2 separate regions of the Gasterosteus aculeatus genome follow, and region 2 is linked to region 1. The links are chromatin contacts, called in public Hi-C maps. All regions are on one chromosome and are shown on one strand. The core of a region is the stretch at or near the end of the contact, and the rest is flanking DNA. Distances in the headings are between cores, read along the strand shown.

Region 1 (5,966 bases), core at 2,944-5,443:
CAGGTGCTGCATTACTTATCATTGTTGAGGGTGCGTCAAAGGTGTTAATTGAACCACAAGGAAATGTTTGTGGGTGTGTTCGGATTTTAGAAATATCACAAGTTGCCCCCCCCCCCCACCGTGATAGCAGAGGACAGACACTAGGGCCAGAAACAGGTGTTCTACACATTTAAATTCTATATCTGAACTAAATATCAATCATAGGTCACAGCTTTTGGGGAAAATACTTAGTGGTACATCTATTGCTCACTGGAAGAGCCCCGCCTGCTTTGTAAACTAGTCAGTCATATCACATTGTAAAAGCAAGGTCATGAACTTTAAACAATCATGGCAGTTCTAGCAAAAACTGCCCCACCCTCATCGCTTTTGGCGTGGAATTCGTGGCAACACCCAAATGCCCCAAGACAGCAGAATGCGCCGCTGTTCAGGTTTGCTGGGTCAAAGCAAGTTGACTCCATAGAACAGAAGGTTTTTTTTCCCCCGGGACTTTTATCACCTCCGCATGTGCACTGATGAGAGCAGATGAAACAACACGCCGACGCTTTGCTAGACCTGCCAGACCCACGTGGACTTGGTCTCTTTTCGGGTGGGTAGGTGGGGGGAGGGTTCTTTAAGAGTAGACGTCACGTCAAAAGAAATCATCAAACTAAAATGCCATAGGTTCTTCAAACACAAACACCTGTAAGTGCTCAAAGAAAGACTAACTTAGAGGCGTATGTAGAGACATGTCTGCTGTTTTTGTGTTCGTTTAAAGGTACGGGGTGACCAACCCTACTATTGACACTGTCATCACCCACAGACACACAGAACAAAACACAGGATGTGAAGACGTGCAAGCACATGCATGATTCCCACGTCTGTGCAGAGAGACACAAACACGCCCTTTAGTGAAGACATTGAGCTGAAATTCACTCTCTGCTTGAATCCTCCACGCCTCTCCAATATCTGTCAGGGTCGTAAATCTCAACACACTTTCCAGTTCCCAAAGGTTGCTGGCATTCCAGACCAATTCATTTCATGTCAGACCAGTGTCGAACATCAGCCCTATTCATCAACTGGTAATGGTCGGGTTAGGAAAGACTTCACGATAAGCGCAGGACGGCACAACATCACATCCATCGCCGTCTGGTAACAGCGGAGACATACGGGACCCTGGTTATAGCAGTGCAGACGCTTTGAGGCCCCGATCCTACAGAGGCGCTACCCACACGTAGCGCACAAACCATTGTTTTCCTATCCCCAGTGGAAAAGAATACGGGTGTACGGTGGATCACCTACCGAACAGACACTAGCCAGCTTACACGAGATTAAAAGAGCTCAAGCGTCCTTTCTGCTAACACACGTTCCATGAACTGCACATAAGAAGTGGACAAAGAGACCAGAGTGACGTCATCCAGTTACTGAAGCCTCGGGTTCGGACGTCAGCATTTTCAATTACATAAATTTTATTTTGTATAGCTCAAAATCACAAACTACAAATTTGCGTCAGAGGGCTTTACGGTCTGCACCCACGTGACATCCTCTGTCCCGAAACCCTCACATCAGCACATTGTGTTTTCCTTGCCAACAAACGAACCGACATGACTATATTTAGAATATTGAGGAGTGGCGTAGAGACGTCTTTGGTAGTGTAGGCAACCTGTTGATCGGCGTAGCCCGGCCCTCGAGCATGCCCTGAGACCATGACCTCATGCTCACAAAGATTACTGAGGGAATAAATAAGCGAGGGAGAAGTAGAGTCTATTGTTGAAACCAAAGGGAGTTGCCCCGTGATGGTCAGTAGAGAGAATGTTAAGATACTTCCCCATTGGCTTCATTTGGCAGAACCTACAACTGTGTTGTTTCTTTGAGGAGGACGTATTTTAGGTTTTACCCAAGCGTGTAAGTAATCTTAGTGTGAAGATCTCAACTGCAAAGCAGGTATTTCTGTTTCTCTCTGTGTGATCTAAGGAGACAAGCGGCACACTGTGGCAGTGAGCAAAATACGTGCATAACTCAGTGAGATTTAATCATGTCACATAATCATTCCATGTATCGCTCCGTGTTGGAATTTGTTCCTGAGCAGATTGAATTATGTTGAAATTGTTTGATTATCTCAATAACTTGCCATTAAAAAGCGCAAAAGTATCTGTTCCAATCACTATCAGAGAAAAATCAGAGTTTAGAAATAACTGGAAACTCAGGAGAGCCATGACATTATGTTCTTTACAAGTGTATGTAAAAGTTTGACCACAACTGTATATAAATACACTTTGCTTCCTTACAATGGAGTCACACTGAGACAAGTTGTCTTACCGCGTGAAGGAATTACGTTGCTTAAGTTATACTAATTGGGTCAACGCGCTTGTGTTTGCAAGAATCTCAATAAAAAGGTCATAATTCAATGAGTTGCAATATATCCGTGCTATATAAATACACTTTTCATAGTGCTTAACAAAAGAAAGGACATAATATACACAAAGTGGCTATAGTGGAGAAAAACACTATCTTTTTGTGTCTAAACACATAAAGTGAACCAACAGCCACAGCTTTCTCTCCAAGTGTGACCAAGACTGTGCTTTAAACAAAAGCTTTGAGTGTATTTACATGATATATGCAGCATGACCGTCTTCTTGGACAAATAGTTAAATGCTCTGTGAGGACTGATCTAAATTTGAGACAGTTAAGTGCAGAGTTGACTGGATCAGCGACTGTGTCCCTCTCACCACTGGGGTCTGTGGTCTTCTGCGGAGTGGCGACCCGAAGGAAGATCTGCTGCCTCCACGAGTGGCGGTAGCTACGGAGAGGGCTTTCCGCTACGCCGCACGCTGCACTCAGTGACGACAGAGCCACTACATCACTGAAAGACAAACACACGCCAATGGTTACATAACGTTAAGAAGTAATGCCCTTTAGTGTACACAAACATCCATGAGTAGACATGAACTCAGGCTGTGAGTGACTGAAGGAGCAGTTATGACCACGCTGGACACTGTGATGGACATGATAACTTGGTGTGTGTGTGTGTGTGTGTGTGTACCTGCTCTTTGGTACATCAGAACACTCATTCTCTTGGACAGGTGCCAGAAATGGAAATTTCAGAAAATTAGGGACAGAGGAGGAGGAGCGGAGGCGAGCACGCAGACCAACCAGAGGACTGGGACGGAGAGATGGGGGTGAATCAAAAAAGAGGCACGAAACAGAACACAGGGAAACGCACAGGTTTCCGCTCACACAAATGCATAAGTTAAACTTGAAAGCCAGCGCAGGTTTCTCACCCTCTTTTATTGAGCCGCGCTCCACTAGACGGTGAGGAAGGATGAAGAGGAGGGAGAGGAGAGGGAGATGAAGGGCAGGGAGGAACAGGAGGAAGGGCGGAGTCGGTTGGGAGATGTCTGAGATACAGTAAGAGGAAGCAAAGAGGAGAAGAGCAGAGGAAGGTCACAAAAAAGGAAGGTGACAAGAACAAAAAAAGGGCAACTATGAAGAGGAGGGAAAATGAAAGGCGGCGCTGTTTTAAGAAAGAGCTGTGAGGTTTGGTAGATCATTTTATTTTAAATATTATAATTGAAGATATTTCAAACTCTGAATGCATTTTACTCTTCCACCAGGATGAAATGAAAAGACCAGCGGGTTTGTTTCTCAGGTTCTTCTTCCTAGCTGCCTGCATCATTGTAAGAAGCGGCTCGTAGCCTCCAGCAGAGATGGGGGGGGCTACGGAGGCCTGATACGTTACGTCTTTCAGACCACACCGCCACAGATATTCCTCCACATCAGGAACATTTACTACGTTTTTCAAGGACAGAGGAATTAACGCTAATAGCTAAAACGTTAATAGCAGCACTTTTCTGACAGGAACCACTTTGAAAAGAGTGCTGCCGGCTTCACATGAAGCTCCTTATCGATGATCTACAGCAGCAGCACAAAGGGGAAACCGGTGGATGCGCCACCGAACATGCGTTTAACCACCCTGTTGTCACAGGTTCATCACCAGTTAAACACGGGGTACAAGCAACGTGCTTCAGTTGAAAAAGACACAGGTTATTAACTCAATAAACACGTTGCCACCGCAACCGCTCCTCCCTCACTATCCGAACGGCCCCTTTCACGCGTGAGACTCATTTCTACCGTATTGGATGGGATTAATGTGTGACGTGTTGTGCTCCGCGTCATCGGGAATGTAGACAATGAAACAGGAACACTGCCCTCACTTGCTCTGGTGCGGCGTGTCGGTGCTGACGGAGTAGTGCCGTACGAGCTTGGGCTTGCTGGCCGACGCGTGGTCCTGCGGCGTGCGAGTCAGCGCGTGCAGCGGCGAGTTGTCGGCAGAGGAGGGGGTGGGAGGGTGGCTGAAGGTGCTGGCCCGTCGGCGGAAGCCTGGAGGGTGAGCGTCACCGGGTTGAGAGGAAGCGGAAGGGGACGGGGGGAGAGAAGAGTCGAGGCGCTTCAGGTTCCCTGTTGAGTTGTGGTACCTAATGACAACCAGGAAAGCGAGTGAAGGTAGAAAAATGGTGCCTGAATAATCTCCATAAAAAGTTTGTAATAATATAATTATCTTACAATTAGGTCTAAATATATTCTGATATTTAAGGAACACCGCATTCCAACTGGCTAATCTTACAAGTGTCCGTTTTTGCTCTATGGCCTCTCATGCAGGGGGGGTTCAGTGCATTCGGATGTTTAATGTTGTGTAAAAGAGATATGTTTTAACCGGAAATGTTAATTTCTAGCAAAAATAACCTGTGGAGCCAACATAGGCAGAGCACGGTAGCACATCATTAACCATGCTACGCTATGCTACGCTCGCTTCTGCTTTTTTGTGTGTGTTTACCTGAGTGGGCTGGTGGGTCTTAGCTGGGAGGGGGCGGGCAAAGGGTCGTCCAGACAAGACTGGTCCTGGTTGCTGTCGAGCGCACAAACGGAAGAGGCGCCGTCTCCTCCTACACTGTTGTCCCTCTGAGCTCGGGCCTTGCTGCTTCCCTGTCAAAAACACAAACACGTCATGGTTACATACAGACCTGCACATTTATTCAAGGTCTTACTTTTCCAGTTTTACCATCAAGGGGTAAAGATGAAGAATTATGAAAAACACCTTCAAAAGCCTTTTAAAAAGAGGCCTATTCTTCTATGTTGGATCACAATAATGACAATGTACCATACAGACAAATGAACACTGGGTTACAAACATAGCAGCAAACTCATAAAGGGGGAATTACACCGGCGGAACAAATAGGTCCTCTGCTCTAAATTTCGTCGAAAAGCGACAACTTTGCAGGTGTGCACAGAACAAGAAGGAAGGTTTTACCTTCCAGATCCCCTCCAAGGACTCTGTGAGCGAGCGCTTGGCTCGGCTCTTGAACTGCTCGAGTCGCTGCCGACTGCTACTCTGCTGGGAATCCACCGGGGCCGGAGCCGCCTCCTCACACACCTACATATGCACGAGAGACGTAGAGATGGACAGCAAGACGGCGAGTGTGTAAGACCCGTTACGTTCTTTATTAAGAATAAAGTCAGGAAATGAGAGAGGAGGAGGCACAGCAGGGCATGTGTGGGAATTATTGACCTGCTTGATGTCACCAGGCAGAGCGTGCTGATGGCTCCTCTGCTTCTCCTCATACAGAACCCTCAAATAGGCCATCACCAGCTCGTTCTCTTCCTGGTCGCTCTTAGGACAAGCCCTCTGAAACACACAGAAAATGCTATTTATTTACTTTTTTGGTACTTTTTCCTAAATAAATAATTTTGTAATGAAATAAGAAGAAATAAATAAGTTTGCAAATGTTCAGGGGTTGTGAGTGTTCAATAGCCACATGACATAACAACATCGTGCTGCCTGTCATTAGTGAAGCGTGATCTTCTCTGTTCAGAGCTCTGCACTGATGTGGTGCAGCAGTTCAGCTACATCACCAGCAGGTGTCAGCGGAGTCACAGAAATATTTGAGGGGCGATCTCCTCCCAAAGCTCACCACGTCAACAATGTGCAGTAA
Region 2 (6,329 bases), core at 748-3,247, 42 kb before region 1:
AGCACATTTTAAAGAGTTGCTGATTCATTCTCTTCCGATCGACAAATGAATGGTGAGATATTTTCAGTTAAATCAAAGTCAAGTCAACGAATGAAGCCAACTCAGCTCAGTGGCATATTGACGTTAAAGGCCGATGTACCGATCGATAAGATCACATTACGGATAAATCGGTATCAATGACTGTCGATCGGTAAGAAGGGCAGCAAAGATCCAAAGATGTTCCAAAGATTTATCTGAGATACTTCAGAAACACGTGCGACAGACCTCCGCATCCTCCTCTGCCTGCTCGGGCTCCAGCTCCAGGCTCACCGGTTGGTCACATACGACCACCCGACCCTGGGCAGCAGGCTCCGATTGGCCCGTCGGACCCTCCGAGGTGGGCTCTGTCCCGGTCTCCTCCGCGCTGGGCCGCGGGGGGTCCAGAGGAGGATGTAGAGGAGCTGGAGCAAAGGCTTCTGGGACATACTGACCGGGGCCAGGCTCAGTGGAAGGGGGGAGGTCAGCGATGGGGTCTGCGTCGGCCTGGGACATGGTGATCTGGAAGAGAAGACATCTTTGATTTTAGTTCTTTATTCATGTGTAACCTGCAACCAAACAGTGCCTACGTGTACACATCGTATCCATACAACAGAATGCAAATCGGTGCTGCAACTGATTGTCACATTCGCCACGGATCAATCTGTACAATTTTCTTTGTTACCTGTCACAAAAGCCCGGAGCCTCAGATGCCTGCAGGTGTGTTGTTTGTTCTACTATCACCCCCCCGGCCGGAAGAAAAACAAGAATTTCAGTTGACAGTGATTTAAAACAGGGAAAACTGACAGCTGACATTAGAGGAGGAGCGAGCACATAGACTTTTTTGCTTTTTGTGTATTGATCGACTGAGTAATTGTAGCAATTTGACGTTAATATGCTAAAACCTGATAACATACAAAAGGCCAAAAACCTCATCACATGTGCATATGACACAATCAATTCCAGAAAACCCCATAATATTAAGTGTTGCATTATTTCTGCAGAATTTGCAGCAGTATTTTAAAAGAAATGCTGTACAATCGTGCTACGTGTGAGATGTTTGAGGAGAAAATTGGACATTGATGAAGGACATTAAAGAAGCAACGCTGTGGCGCATGATTGATGGTCGCTACGTGGCTCGAGGCTTCCACCCAGCGGCCACGCGCATCACGTGCACCCACATGCCCCGTCCGCAAACACAGGCTAGAGTTAGGTTACTAGCGGGGCAAATAAATCCATGTCAAAAAACCATATATAGTTTTTTTGCACTAATTAAATATGCTATTACATCCATAAACTGTCGAGAGATGCTATGGGGATACATTGTAACTACAGTCAAATGAATAACACCCATGATGTCATCAATAGATCATATATCTTCTGCTTCTCTTAAAACCATTTGAACACAATGTTACACAATGACAACATTCAGAACAACGTACAGAAGACACTGAACAAAGACCACCGTTCTGTATGAAAGCGAACATGACAATCGGGCTATTATTTAGAGCCTCCTTGACGTGTAACAGTCACATACAAACACGTTTACAAAAGTGAAACTAATCCTTAAAACTTCAGGGCGCGTTGTCTCCTTTGGTCGGTTGTTTCGGGGTAAAGAAAGTAATGAAGCTGAAAGACGTGGTGGTGTTTCGGTGAAAGTGACAGTGCAGCTCACCCGTTCGGTGCCAGCCAGCGGCTCTCCTTCCGCCCGCCACGTCGGCAGGCCGGCGGACTACCGCGCGGAGGACTACCAACAGACAAGATAGTTCCCTGCCTCAAAACGACTTTAGTCTACTATAAGCCGGTGCCGATTTAAGACAATGTTTTACAGAACAACCACATTGTAAGCTTTGTTATTAATTGGGATTCCCACAATGCAACAGTGTTCAAAGCATTCATTGGGGTCGGGTACTGATAAAGTCGCCGACAACGGTAATTCATGCTTGTTGCTGTTGTGTTGTTGCTGTGTTGCTCATGCTAAAGCTGTCAACAAATGCGGAAGTGGAAGGAAGCGATTCCTCTCGCTTCTCATGGACGCTTATATTTGATTAGAAAAAAAGTTAAATGTTCTTTTTGTTGATACACATTGATAGTTAGATAGATGCTTTATGCTTTATCATACAATAATAACTAGAAAAAATGGCGTATTGTTAATATTAGTCCTATATATAGAAAGGAGCAGTCACCGCGGCTCGTTGGTCTAGGGGTATGATTCTCGCTTAGGGTGCGAGAGGTCCCGGGTTCAAATCCCGGACGAGCCCACGCTTTTAACATATATCACATTATAGAAATTACTAAGGCCGATTACAATTCATTTTGATTAGAATCTTACATGAATACAATCTTTTTAGCAAGGTACTGATTAAAGAGACGTGCTTGATACGCAACAAGGCTTTTCGAATTCTGAATAACAAATCAAATCATAATTTAGAAATAAGTAATCCTTTATTAGTAAATTCAGAGGATTACAGCTGCAAAGGATAAAGTTCACACACAGAGATTAATAACCCATAAATAATTGAAGACACAGCCCTTCATTCTGCAGGTATTACCAATACGTTTATTAAGTGGTATGAATATTCTTTCTTAAAATAAATGCTAAAATTTCATATAAACATGTGCAGTTATATGTTCACAGTTTAACATGTTCCCTTTGAATTGCCAACGCTTAGATTAAAAGGTTTATTGGGTTTATTATAGACAGAACATTATAGAAATGTATATCCATTATTATGAGTATCAAAATCATGCTTAATAAAAAACCTTTAATTGCCCTTTCGGTCTAATAATCAATTATAAAATATATATATATTACAACTTATATTTTCAGAAATACAAAAACAAAGTAAAAACCGCGAAGAAGATCAAGGGGCAAAATGCAAATCACTATAGCCGCTACATTCGATGTGTGTTTATGAGCGTACATGCGTGTAGAAGAAAAATGATCACATCTTCTGTATTACATGATCAGAAAGACTTAAGTTAAATATTTCCGATCAAACTGACCAGCAGGCGGATAGAATATTTGATTAGAAAATGTTTCGCTTTGGGAATGTTCTGAATGTGTATATAGGGTCTGATACTTTATATATACACACATATATATATATATATATATAAAGTGCACATTGGAGACATGTACAAAGATGCATTGAGCAGAACTATTTCCTTTTTGTGCTGTAAATGTTGGGCTCTAAAAAGGTGACAGTGTAGCAGAATATATCTAATGACCCCACCTCTTAAGAAAACTGTTCAAATCAATGTTATACATCTTTAAACATTATGTGACAAAGATAAAATGTCTCCCCTTTGCATTTCCCACAAAAAAATCATTAAACTTGATATAAGACCTATAATTGCTTCTACCCTTAAACCAACCAAGTGGTGTCTTTTCCTTGCTAATAATAATGCCCCTGTGCAGCAACGTTCACATTTCTGAATAAAAACATAAAAAAAACACTTCACTCTGACATTGAACGAGACCCAGGTCCTACGTTTCTTTTTTCAACCCAAATTCCCGAAAAAAGCACAGCGAACCGAGGCTGCTTTTATTAAGTGCACGTGTTCCCTCGTTTAAAACATTTGGCGACCTGTTTCCTTCCCAGGTGTGTGTTTTTACAAGTCCTTTTACAGGTGTGTTTTTGCAGAGGCAGATCAGGTGGGTGCAGTTTGGATGTGGTGGTCCGTGAAGGAGGAGGCGCCAGCCTTGGGCGCCATGCCACAGGTGAGGCTGAAGCGTGTATGACACGATGCACAGTAGGTGAGCTATGGTACATTCTGGAGTTTCACATTATATTGGCCTACGTAGCGAACAACCTGTGTATGGGAGCTGATGTGAGCGTGCCGTGTGAGGCAGAGACGGCGTCGGTGCAGTTGGGTTCTCCGGCCACAGGGGGGCGCTGCATCTCAGGCCGGCTGATGTGCAGCGGCCTCTCCTCTCTGTTAAAGTGTCTGAGGGGGGGGGACGATAAATCCGCAGGACTGCGCGCGACGGCCTCGGGTCAAGCGGTACAGTCCGGGGTGGTTCTGGTTCACACCAGAAGGTGGCGCTTCTTGTGTAGCGCCAGGTGGTCGGAGCGGGAGAAGCTGCGCTCGCAGTCGGGGCACTGGAACGGCTTGACCCCCGTGTGCTTCCGGAAGTGTCTCGTCAGCTCGTCCGAACGGGCGAACTTCCACGTGCAACCCTCCCACATGCACTTGTAGGGCTTCTCGCCTGCGCGTGGAGGGAGAGAGAGAGAGAGAGAGAGAAATGAGTCACGGCGACATGTGGAAAGTCGAGCGAGCGCGTAAGCGCGTGCGTGCGGCCCTCACCGGTGTGCGTCCTGCGGTGCGCCTTGAGGTGGGAGCTCTTGGTGTACACTTTGTTGCAGCCGTTGAAGTCGCAGCGGTGGATCCGTCGCTTCTTCAGCGTGTCCGGGGACTCGACGGGGGGCGGATGCTGGGCGCCCGAATGGACTATGACGGACGGGTTGTTGCACCTGAGAGGACGCGGAGAGAGGACAGCGGTTAAGTCGCGCGTCTCCCTCCGCGGTGGACCACGAGAGGGCGTCAGCCCGACAACCCAACGGCGCTCAACCCGCAACCTGATGCAACGTTCATTTGGTTGCGGCTGCTCCTGTGATGCAATAAGAGAGTCCTTCCAGTAAGGAAGTTGATCAAATAACACCCCCCCCCCCGCCCCCCTCTGCCACGCCTCTCCTATTGTCCCGTCAACCCCCATGACCTCACCGAACCTGCCAACGGTTATTTCCCCAGAATGTGACACCACGAAGTGGAGTAAAGAAGTGGATACATGTGTTATAAATGGCCTATTTAGATGGAACTTTGTGAGACTCGAGGAGATGAGGTTTCATCAACACTCCCGCTGTGTGAGAGAAAAGCTCTTCTGTGGAACTACAAATGAGCACAGCAGATATGAATGGAGGTCCTCTGGTGTTTTACGAGGGAAAAAAACAAAGACTTTTCTGTCTGGTATAATTAAACTGTGTGTGTGTGTGTGTGTGTGTGTGTGTGTGTGTGTGTGTGTGTGTGTGTGTGTGTGTGGGCGAGGAGCAGGTGTCAAGTGTTGAGATATGAATCCCTCACAGATTAGTTCAGTGTGAAAGGAATGTGCAGAAAATCCCCCTGGACACACACACACACACACACACACACACACACACACACACACAGGCTGTTGGACAACGTTGTCAACATTTCCGGTGGAATATTAACATTGTCTTTTGAGAGGAGCGGCGATGACAGACGTGGACACGCCCCTCGTTTTCTCCCCCCGAGGGACCAATTATTATTTCCCGCTCACGGTGTGATGGTTACCGCCCTGATGACTACAGCGGCGTTCCCTCACCATGACATGCACAACCCACATGCAATTATTCCTTAGAGGGAGAAAAAGCAGTTATTCTGCTGAAGGAGAACAAACCAAAAGAGATGACGACGGGAGGAGGAGGAGGAGGAGGAGGAGGAGGAAGGAGCGGCAGATGCAGTACAATGAGTGCCTTTAAAGAACTCAATACAGGAAGTGCAGAGTGATGTGGAGGTGGAGGTTACATCACAGGTGGCTGACCGGAGAGATGAGGGGGGGGGGCGCGTCCACGTGCCGCGTCGCCGTCCCCTTTTGTTTTCTCCCAAGTCGACTTCCGCTCGCCCGCATTCCCACAGAGGAAGCGAGGAGAGGAAACCAGGCCATTTAAATGGAGAGAGAGGACAGCAGGAAGTTGACAGACGGCCGGTGAGAAAGGAATCCCGACGCGTCGTGAGAATAAGTCGGGGGGAGTTCGTTGGTACCGTTTGTGCACTCGAGAAATAACCCGTCACAAATCGAAAAACGCCATTCGAGAAAAAATCCCTAAAAACTGTGCTCAAAAGTATCATGTCAGCGAACGCTTGGTGGTATTCTTACTTTACGGTTACTGGATTGAGTCACGTTCGCGAGGCGGAGGGGAAGCGCCGCAGCAGACAGACGTGTGAAAACGCGCGGCGTCGCTTTCGACATGTCTCACCCGTGCTCGTGTGGTATCCTGATGACGGACGACTTCGTCTCGTGGCCGCCGTTGAGGTCGTGCGCGAGCTCAGAGCGGGGCTCCGTTTTGATTGGCTCGTGCAGGTCGCCGCAGTGACCTGTGGGGGAATACGAATTGTCGGTCAGGATTTTTCTTCTTTTTGTTTCTATCATCTGTTATTTGTCTTTTAGAAATCATCTAAGCCTCTACGGAGGAACATTACCCAACTACCCCCCCCCTTGTGAACCACGGTTAAGAAATACAGAAGTTAGGTATAGTGACCTCTGTGAATCGCAGTGACCGGCGTCTGAC

Evidence for each region. A called contact is a pair of places that touch in the nucleus more often than the background predicts.
Region 2: a contact with region 1 is called in a Hi-C map of tail fin, with 1.8 times the contacts expected there. The contact joins the promoter of fam114a1 here to the enhancer-like site in region 1. A contact is called at or near these places in 2 of 6 Hi-C or Micro-C datasets (tail fin and whole body).

The regions. Positions count from the first base shown.
Region 1 is chr9:1,797,943-1,803,908 of fGasAcu3.hap1.1, reverse strand. It overlaps tbc1d1 (TBC1 (tre-2/USP6, BUB2, cdc16) domain family, member 1), which reads right to left. Exons shown (of 21, transcript XM_040187271.2): 8 at 5,543-5,659; 9 at 5,285-5,407; 10 at 4,811-4,959; 11 at 4,191-4,451; 12 at 2,706-2,839. Among protein-coding and RNA genes, the nearest start is that of tbc1d1, 20 kb to the right of the region's middle. Within about 2 kb of position 4,193, at least 3 of the 9 cell types and tissues checked have open chromatin away from gene starts, as enhancers often do.
Region 2 is chr9:1,837,736-1,844,064 of fGasAcu3.hap1.1, reverse strand. fam114a1 (family with sequence similarity 114 member A1) reads right to left here and starts at 1,997. Exons shown (of 14, transcript XM_078080074.1): 1 at 1,691-1,997; 2 at 701-749; 3 at 265-537. The coding sequence starts at 531. klf3 (Kruppel like factor 3 (basic)) reads right to left here. Exons shown (of 6, transcript XM_040187322.2): 4 at 6,018-6,135; 5 at 4,327-4,493; 6 at 2,553-4,228. The coding sequence ends at 4,047. It overlaps trnap-agg (transfer RNA proline (anticodon AGG)), which reads left to right and starts at 2,205; the gene lies at 2,205-2,276.